2 separate regions of the Mus musculus genome follow, and region 2 is linked to region 1. Evidence: chromatin contacts called from public Hi-C data. All regions are on one chromosome and are shown on one strand. Each heading gives the region's core, a stretch centred on a gene start, on an enhancer-like site or on the middle of the called end of the contact. The rest is flanking DNA. Distances are from core to core; before and after follow the strand shown.

Region 1 (5,042 bases), core at 1,111-3,610:
TTTAGTGCAGGGTTAAAAGTATGGATCTACTTGAATTCTTCTACATGCAGCCTTCTAATTTGACCAGCACCATTTGTTGAAGATGCTGCTCTTTTCCAGTGTGTATTTGAGACAGCTTTATCAAAACCAGGTGTCCATAGGTATGTTTATTTATTTCTGAGTCTTCAATTTTATTTCATTGTTCAATATGTTTGTTTCTGTGCCACTGCAGTGCTGTTTTTATAACTATAGCACAATAGTACAACTTGAAATCAGGGATGATGATGTCTCCAGCAGTTCTTTTATTATTCAAGGTTGTTTTGGATCTCCTGGGTTTTTTGTATTTTTATACAAAGCAGGAAATTGTCCTTTCAAGGCCTGTGAAGAATTGTGCTAGAATTTGGATGTAGATTACACTAAATCTGTAGATTGATTTTGGTAGGAGGAGTAATTTTACTATGTTCATCCTACAGAGTCATTTGCATGGGAGATCTTTCCATCTGCAATTTCTTTCCTCAGTGTCTTAAACTTTTTGTCACACAAGTCCTTGGTTACAGTTACTCCATGATATTTTATATTATTTAAGGCTATTGTGAAAGTTTTGTTTCTCTGATTTCTTTTTTCTCAGTATATTTGTCATTTGTAAGAGGACTACAGATTTTTATTAGTTGATTTTGTTTGGGCTACTCTGTTGAAAATGTTTATCATCTGTAAGAGCTTTCATCTGGTAGAAATTTTATGGTCACTTATGTATATTAACATATCTATAAATAATGATGTTTTTCATTCTTCCTTTCAAATTGGTACCTTTTTATTTCCTTCACTTGTTATTCTAGCTAAGATAGCAAGTACTATAATAAATAGGTATGATGAGCGTGAACAATCTTGTCTTATTCCTTATTTTAGTGGAATTGCTTTGATTTTCTCTCCATTTAAGTTGACATAGGCTATGAGCTTCCTGTAATTTATCTTGATTATGTTGAAGTATGTCCCTTATATCCCAAATCTCTTCAAGACTTTTATCATAAAGGGGTGCTGAATTTTGTCAAAGGTTATTTCTGAATTTAATAAAATGAACATGTGACTTTGGTAATATGTTAATATGGTAGATTAAATTTATCAGTTTTTAACTATTAAGCCATTCTTGCATATCTGGGATGAAGCTTGCTTGATTATGGTGAATGTTCTCCTTGATACATCCTTGGTTTCAGTTTATACATATTTTATTAAGAATTCTTGCATTTATGTTCCTAAGGGCCATAATTGGTCTGTAATTCTCTTTCTTTGTAGGGTTTTTTATATGGTTTTGTATCAGGATAACTACGGTCTCATAAAATGAATTGGGCAACGTTCCATCTGTTTCTATTTTGTGGGATAATTTGAGGAGTATTGGTGTTACTCTTCTTTGAAAGTGTAGGAGAATTCTGCATTAAAACCATCTGGTTCTGGGCTCTTTTTTTATTGGGAGATTTTAATGACTGCTTCTGCTGGTTTTTTTATTTGTTTTGTTTTGTTTTGTTTTGTTTTATTTAAATAGATCACAGCGATTGCTGCTGCTGGGTCTTTATACTGATTCTTCCTTCTACCTAGATTTCTCTTTCCACAGATTCCTCATTGCTTTCCCCAGTTTCACATTCAGCTGCTTTAGTAAAATGAAATACCTACTTTATAAAGACAACTGGTTGATTTGATTTAGGCCCATGAAGATATAAGGTTAGAGAGTATTGTTTGGTGATGACCTTCTTGTTGACAGAGTTGAATATCACATAGTAATCTCTTACTATGGACATGCATGTATACCTGTATGCCTCACTCCTGCTTATAAAGCTACCAGGCCAACCCACAGGTGATATAATCACCTTATCTTACAATAATCATTTCTCAATGACCCCACTTCTGAATCTAGAATCAGATTAAATCAGTATCCTCTTAATTCCACTGACAGCTATCCAATTTTGAGTATTAAATTCCTACATGAGGCATGTATGTGAGGGTGCCGAGTAGGGAAGAAAGTGTTGAAACCATAGTGACAAGTTCCAAGGGCTCCATGAAGAACAGATTGCATATGCAGGTCCTACTTCTTTAACAGTAAATACATCTTGCCTTTCTAATTTTTTTTTTTTACTGTGTATATGTGAGAGTTGATGTTGATGTGTATGAGGGAGCACAAATAAGTGCAGGTGTATGTAAATGGAGACAAGAAGATAGCCTTGAGTGCTGCATCTAAAAACTTTGTTGGACAGGATCTGTCAGTAGCCTGACGTCTGCCAAGTAAACTAATCTGGTTAGTTAGCAATTTCCAGGAATCTGCCTGGCTCCACCTCCCTCCCGGCACTGGGATTACAGGAACATTTCACCATACTTGGTTTATTACAGGATTCTGGGGATTGGACTCAGATCTTTATCCTTTGAGGCACGTACTATAATGACTGTGCTATCTCCCTGACCTAGTATCTTGCCTTTTGGCTTGCTTTCTGTTTCCTAAAACAAATTATTGGAGACTTGTCAACACATTTAACCATTTTCTTATAATCTCCACCAACTATACTTAGTATTATATGTTTGCAGACAAGCTATTATTTTTAAATATACGGAAATAAAATGTGTTCTTTTAATTCACTCAGAAAGATTTGATTACAGATTAGAAGCTTGGTAAAATAAGAATATTTATTTTCATCCTTCCTGTCTAAATTGTGTTTACTTTTTTCTTATCATTTCTTGGGATTGAAATTTTCACACTTCAATATTCATCTTGATATGCATAATTAGACTCAGGATAATTCAAACTTAAATGGCTAAATCTTGGCAAAACTGAATTTAATGTATGAACTAGAGGAAAGGACTAAGATAGCTTGAAATTTTTGAATATCACTACTGCATCCTCTTTCTGCTGTTTGAGCTCACCATAATAATTTGATGCATTTAAAAAGGAAAGGCTCTTTGATTTGGAAAGACTCCGCAGAAAATTGATGGCATGAATCTGGCATTTTGTCACTCAAGTGAATATGATAATGATGGTATCATTAGACAAAATGATAACGTGACAGTTTCATGTAATGAGGGAAACACTTCTGCACCACAGAATTTAAATGCGGAGCACCTGGATCCCCAGCTGTTTACCAGTTTCTCCCACACAAACCCCTCCACTCACCTATGCTCCCTGAATAATGACTCTGATAGGTGTTGGAAAGCCAGAGAGCAGAAGTTCAAAGGTATAATCACTACCGCTGGCAGGGGAATGGGATGTTCTTGTCCATTCCTTAAAACCAATCTGTATTTTCTCAGTAGCATAATATTATATGAATTACTGCAGGAAAATAGAAAGTAGAACTCAGTTGTGACCTTTATTCTTGAATATTTGAGAAGGGTTTTTTTCGTTTTTGTTTTTTATTTTGTTTTGTTTTGTTTTGTTTGTAAACAAGACTTTCATATCTTATCCATACCACTCAGTTTAAATAAACACAGGAGAAAGGGAAGGGAGAAGGGAGGAGAGGATCAAGGCGAAGAGAGTAAGAATGTGGTATGTATGTATGTATGAGGTAGAACTTATCTTTGAGTAGAGTGGACATTTTCTTCATTTAGAAACATTTCAGCCTCTTTCGAATGTCCCATGATTATGGGTTTAAAGAGTCTTCCATTTTGTATGGAAGCCAAGTTCCTTGGTAACTAGTGTTTATTTGCCAACTTACTGTGATTCACAGGTGACTTGGAACCTGTTGTACCAGGTAAGTAATTGCTGACCTTCCTCCTTCATTATCCTCAGGACAATGGCTTGCTTTTATTTTCAGTTATTATTAAGAAGCACGAGATAACAACTACGATGTCAGAACTTACTGAGAGGACAGCTTCATTCAAGTGGGCCTGGGTAGTTCTTATTTACTTCTTCAGTGATCACAAAGCACCCACCTGCTCACTGCCACTTAACAGTGTGTGGTGCCAACTCTGTACCTTTACAGAATGACCTTTTTAGAACTTCACAAGGTTCCAAATTTCAGCTCTTTTCAGTAGGATGTATACATCCTACTGAATATACACTGGAATTTCCGATATGCCTAAAGATTAAATGCGACTCACTGGTTACACAGCAGGGGTTCAGCCTTGGGTACTTTTGGGGATTATTTGGAACCTCAAAAAAATAATACGGTTTCTGAATATTCTCCCCCCCCCCCCGCTGCCGTCCCCCAGAGACTCAGTTGCTCTGAGGGTATGACCTCGGTCTTAGACCATTTCAAAATTCCCCAGATGGCTCCAATATGAAGCTAAAACTTGAACACTCTTAGTCAAAAACCTTTCTCAGCCTCTAGCCAATGGGCTGAGTTTCTGAGTCATCGCTGGCAACCAGTTATTTTCAACATATATAGTGACTTTACTTACTCAAATACTAATCCAAAATTCTTAGTGCACACCAAATCTCCTTCTGTGAGCATTGCCTTACCAAGAGTCCTGCCATAGAACAAAAAATATGATTTTTTGGTGATTTTTTAAAAAATAAAATCAATTTAATTTTGCTTGAAAGAGGTTTAAAAAGGATATCCAAGTTTCCCTTTCTGTAGTCACTCCCAATTATGATTTTTATGGGGATGATTAATAAATTTCCTTATTTTGGGTGATTAGGTAAAATATTTTAAGTGTACAAAAATAATAAAATTTCTGATTGGTTTCTTATTTCTAATATCATAAAGGAGGGGCTTTATATGATTCAATTAGGTTCCTTTCCATTATAGAGATGAGACATCAACTATAACCCTCAAAGGGATGGAGAACCCAATAAGGAGCCATGCCTTCCAATAGAACTGGTTTGTGGTTTTAGAAAGATCATGTTTCACATATATACATACTCCTATAAAAATTTAAAATGTATTTTAATGATAATTGTGAGCTTTTACTAGAAAAATATCACTTTATTCAGAACATTGGCATTTGGTATCAATAGTCAGGCAGGTAGGCCAAAAGTACTATTATATAAATACCTGGGCCTTTTCTTGGTTCAAACGAAAGCTTTCAAACAACCTGTATAACATGGAAGTCTGTATTGCTTAACTGAATAATATCTTACATATGTT
Region 2 (4,898 bases), core at 1,508-4,007, 140 kb after region 1:
AAATAGCCCTTCCAAGAACTGTAAGTAGTTTTCTGCTACAATTATCTTTCAGAAATCTAAACAAGCAACTTCTGTTTCACTGTAGAATAAACAGTGCTTTTTGGTGTGTACTTAATTAAGAAAGCTATGATCTTAGAAAACAAAGCATATTTAATTTAAAGAGAAAATAAAGTAGCTTGGGGAAGTTTATGGGTACTCATAAGTCCTAAGTGTAAATAATCAGTAATAAACATTTCCAACGGTGTCTCCTTCCCTGTCTCAGGAACTCGTTACTTAGAAATAAACGCTTAGTGATAATTCTGTTGTCTTCACTATGACAAGACCCTGAGTGAAATAATTTATTCTGTATACTGCCAAAGTGACTGCAGAGCACATTTAAACAGAGGAAAGAATCATTTTGACTCTTGGTTTCAACTCCTGAGAGGTGGCTCTGTTGTCCTCAGACTGTGTGAAGGCAAAAAGCATGTAGCTATCAGAGCTGCTCACCTGCGGCGGCCCGGGAAGCACAGAGAAACAAAGAAAGGACTAAGAGAGTGTAGGGCCACTCCAGTGATTCACTCCTCTAAGACACAGAGAAAACAGCCATGAAACTGTAAATCAATGCAATTATCTGTTTGTTACCAGAGGTCTTGGGATTCAACCTTTTGATTATTGGATCCAACAGCTAAAGAAGACATTTTTTTGTTACTGGGGACTAGACCTTGGAAAGAGTCACCAAGGTTAATACATGAAAAACAGCTAGTAGGCAGAAAGGTTATAAACAGCTCCCCTACCTAGGCTCCTTTGGGGGAACTGAGCATGTGCAAGCAAAGTCCTTGCCATATACAAATGGGCAGAGGTGGTGCTATCTAAGTGGAAACAGCACTAAGTGGTTCATATCAAAGTGGATCAAAATAGTATGGGCTCCAGGCTCTGATCACAAACCTGTCTCCATTTCCAGCCTGGGAGTGTTTCTCCTTAATAATAAGCAGGCTCCTTTTCTGTACTATTCACTCCGAGACTTAGGAAGCCAAGCGTTATATAGCAGGTGACCTGTGAACTCAGATCTGTATCATTGTCTTTAAAACCCGAGTCTCCAGTTTTGATTCATCAAGTGGCCTTCCAACATTGATCTGTCTTTGTAAAAATAATTTACTATACTATACATTATTTGCTTGCCTGTTAACATGGGCTTCTAATTGGCTTCTTGGCCATTGTTGTTAGAAATTAACCATTTTAAAATGTAAAATCTTTAATACTTGGACAAACTGAAAAACATACGACTTTTTGAATGTGTAAAAGAAAAGATTTGGTGATCAGAATCCAAAATGCTCTCCCTCTCCTTATCTCCTCCCACCCCCGCCATCTCTCTCTCTCTCTCTCTCTCCCTTTCTGTCTCTCTCTCCCTCTCTGTCTCTCTCTCCCCCTCTGTCTTTCTCTATCTTCCTTTCTCCTTCCTTCCCTCCCTCTCTCCTCCCCTCTCTCCTCCTTTCCATCCTATGTCCCTCCCTCTTTCCCTCCCTCTCTCCCCTCTCCCCTCCTTCTCAACCTTAGTTCTCCCTCCCCCTTGCCTTCCCTCCTCTGACTTCTAGCCATTTCCCAGTTACTTCAGCATTTTAACTTTCAAAATAAAACATGTTGACTTCCATCTCTTCCACCTACATATTTAGAATTAATTTATACTGTCCTAGATTCATGTTAGAAAGGATAAATAGCTCACATGTTTACATGAATGTTTTAAGAGAGTAAATTTGTGGTCCACTTAACTTGACTCAAAGGCAGCATTCTAGAGAGGAAAATGAACAACAGTCAACCAGTAAGGCAGAGAGCACCTCCCACAACCCCTGTGTCTGCAATAACAAGGATTCTGTAAAATGAAGAGATGTCAGCTTCCACAGCACAAACAGGGATTATATCTGGGGCACAAAGCCAGATTCCTCCTGGGGAGACAGAACGCGCTTAATCTGTAACCCCTTTACACATAACTCCGAAAACCTATGGCCAGTCATCTTTTAAAAAATTAAGGAATTTGAAGCCACATGATATTTTAATGGTTAGCTAAGCCAATTGCTTAACATTTCTCAGGAGAAAAGGCTTTGTCAGAGGCTTCAGGGTCTGCCTTGGTCGGAAAAACAAAATGAGAACAACTTGAGGTTAAAGGTCTTAGCTTTGATTCACAATTCTAGAGTCAGGCCGGAGGAGGTCAAAGAACTCTAGGCTGGGGAGGCGGTGTTTACAGCTAGCAAATGGAAATGAGATGGAAAAGTGCTGTTGAGAGCACTGGTTCCTGTTGAGCCCCGACCTCATTTGAGTCAGTTGGCTGCCCGCGCTACTTCCGCTACTTCCGGGAGCTCGCTAGCATTAATCAGCGGGGAGACACAGCTGTCTGGAGACACAGCTGTCTGATGTAAAAGCACCCTTCCGCCCTGAAGCATTTATAGTTGCAGTACATGCTAAGCCAGGTTAGCAGTCCTCAGGGAAGGACTCCTCTGCCCAAATGCAAATTAATCCAGCAGCTTCTATCACTCTGTCTCCTAGGAGTAATCTAGAACTATGCAACTGTCTGTCCAGGGCTTTCTATAGGCCCGCCTTCCTTCCTACAATAATGTTTACAAAGGCATGACGCTCCTTCCGTTCATACTCATGATTCCATCCCTTCGAAGCACTTTAACCACATTTAAATAATGGACTTAAGTAAGCATAATTGACCTTAAATTAGCTGCTGTTGTCGTCAAATTGTCAGCATTGTCCCCAGTCTTTCTAAGAAGTCAATATATTGAGTTTCCCTGCTGTTTGCGGGTCATGCATCTAGCTGTTAGGGGTAGAGGGAAAGACATCACAACACTGTCTACGCTGTTGAGCAACAAATTCCAACAGCTGGAAAAAATGTGGAAATGCACTAAGCCATCCCAATTGACAAGACTAAAAAAATAAAATCTCCCACAAGAAAGAGCTGAGAAACAAGCTAACAAGGACCCTTTCTTTACCCTTAGAGATTTATTTTTAAGTTATTTGTTTTTGTTTTGTTTTGTTTGTTGTTTGTTTAAAAAAGGCTTCTGGAGAATCGCTATCTTGTGGCAAAATTTGAACAAGCATTTCTTCGTTTTAATATCTTACTCAAAGAATCTTCTCCATACCAGGTAAATATTTGGTGAAAAATGGCTTCTGTGCGTGTGCAAATGGAGTTGATAACAGTCTTCCAAAGTGCCTTTTGATACCTTTAGAATAAACGAAATATAGGTTATCATTTAAACGGCACTAAAGATTGTAATTTTATTTGGGAAATGGGTTCGTTTCTTACCCTTTCCTTCTACAAATAAGATTTAATTAGCCCACTCCATTCATCAAAAATAAAGTAGAGCATGGGAGAACAAGCAGAGGGCAAGTTGTTTGCTGGGACGACTCAGTGCACACGTTCTGTGATGGGTAACCGTAAAACTTTAAAGTACAACCCTTTTTTTGTATGTGTGTTTGTACTAGGGTAAACTAATGTCTGAGTCAAATTGGTGTCAAATGTATTGAAGTCAGTAGGAGTTAAGGAGTAATTTCCTTACTGGTTAACTACGCGCCACCTTAGCATCTCCATATGTTAACAATGCATTGTCAGCAGCATGGGAGACCTTCTTGTAAGAACCCCTGGCTAGGTGCAAGCTACTCTTTCTTGCCTCTTTAGGACAGAATTGTCTGTCGAAGCTGCTTCATCCGATTGATTGGTAGCTGTGGCCTTTAAGTTTGGAAATGTTTTGAATATCCTCTTCTTCCTCAGTGGTTGTAATTGTAAATTTTAGGAACACAGGAGAACTGAGTGAATGTCAACGTAATAGACAAAGGACCCATGGGAGAATCCAACAAGGACTGCTTTGGGAACTTTGTGGAGAGGATGATAGTGGAGCTCATTCCTAAGGAATGGGTTCTTCTGTAAAGAACAGAATCGAGAAAAAAAAAAAAAAAGAATGGAGGAAGGGACTCGCAAGAATAGGAAATGTCTGGGCATAGTCGGAATTATAAGGGGATATTATTATTAATATTATTATTATTATTAGCAGGTTTATTGTATTGGGAAGCTGCTCTCAGGCCAGAAAGAGTTTACTGGCCCCAAGGACCAAGGTTAGGGAAGTGAGCATGGGGAAAGGGGGTGTGGGGTAGAGAAGGGAGAAAGAGAAAGGGCACACATGCAGAGGTAGAAGAGAAGGGGAGAGTCTTTCTTAATAACACTGTTTGGAAGCAGCTCAAGATGTGTCACTAAAGAGAGTATTGTATTTGAAACTCACATCGATGTTAAAAGACATTTTGATCACCTTTCATCCATATCTGAAAGCATTGTTGAAAATAAATAAATAAAAGAGGAATAAAGAAGAAAATAACCACAAACAGGAAGTCATTCGGCTCCAGAAATGTGTGTGGAGCTTTGGGGATGAGCCTTCTGGGTTCCCCGGTGGTGAGAGCCACCACAGTCCCTGGACATGCTCGGGAGAAAGTGTGGGAAGGTCTTTGGCTGCCTTCATCCTCTGAAATGGAGCTGATAACTCTCTGAAATGCGGTAATAATGGCAAATTAGTCTGTCTTGTTCCAAGTGATTTCAATATTATTTGGAGAGTTTTCAAATGCTTTTGAATTAAGAGAATGATTGCTACCCTGAATTTTAGGAGCTTTCAGAAAACTTGAAATACTTGTATTATTTTATAGCTGAAGTACTTTAAATCTTCCAGAATGTTATTTTATAAATGCTTGTATATATCAAAGTCTAAGTAAATGCTTAAACGGCGTTAGAGCCTCGATTTCTTCATTTTAGAAGGAATCAATGCGGACTACATATATAAATCATATATATTTTAAATGTCTAATAGCAGCGAATTATTATTGCATATTAGATTGTTATAATTAAATCTTATGGGGGGAACAATCCTTACAGCGTATGA

Evidence for each region. Hi-C and Micro-C count contacts between places; a contact is called where the count stands out from the background.
Region 2: a contact with region 1 is called in a Hi-C map of liver, with 5 times the contacts expected there. The contact joins two enhancer-like sites. A contact is called at or near these places in 7 of 484 Hi-C or Micro-C datasets (the CH12 cell line, embryonic stem cells, liver and 1 more) and 7 of 115 datasets of contacts at active chromatin or transcription factors (embryonic stem cells, epiblast stem cells and intestinal villus epithelium).

What each region holds. Positions count from the first base shown.
Region 1 is chr6:24,205,766-24,210,807 of GRCm38.p6, forward strand. No RefSeq gene overlaps it. Among named protein-coding and RNA genes, the nearest start is that of Slc13a1, 40 kb to the left of the region's middle. Within about 2 kb of position 2,361, at least 5 of the 459 cell types and tissues checked have an H3K27ac peak or open chromatin away from gene starts, as enhancers often do. A contact at or near this core is called in liver, where this site is marked.
Region 2 is chr6:24,346,089-24,350,986 of GRCm38.p6, forward strand. No RefSeq gene overlaps it. Among named protein-coding and RNA genes, the nearest start is that of Iqub, 170 kb to the right of the region's middle. Within about 2 kb of position 2,758, at least 48 of the 459 cell types and tissues checked have an H3K27ac peak or open chromatin away from gene starts, as enhancers often do. A contact at or near this core is called in liver, where this site is marked.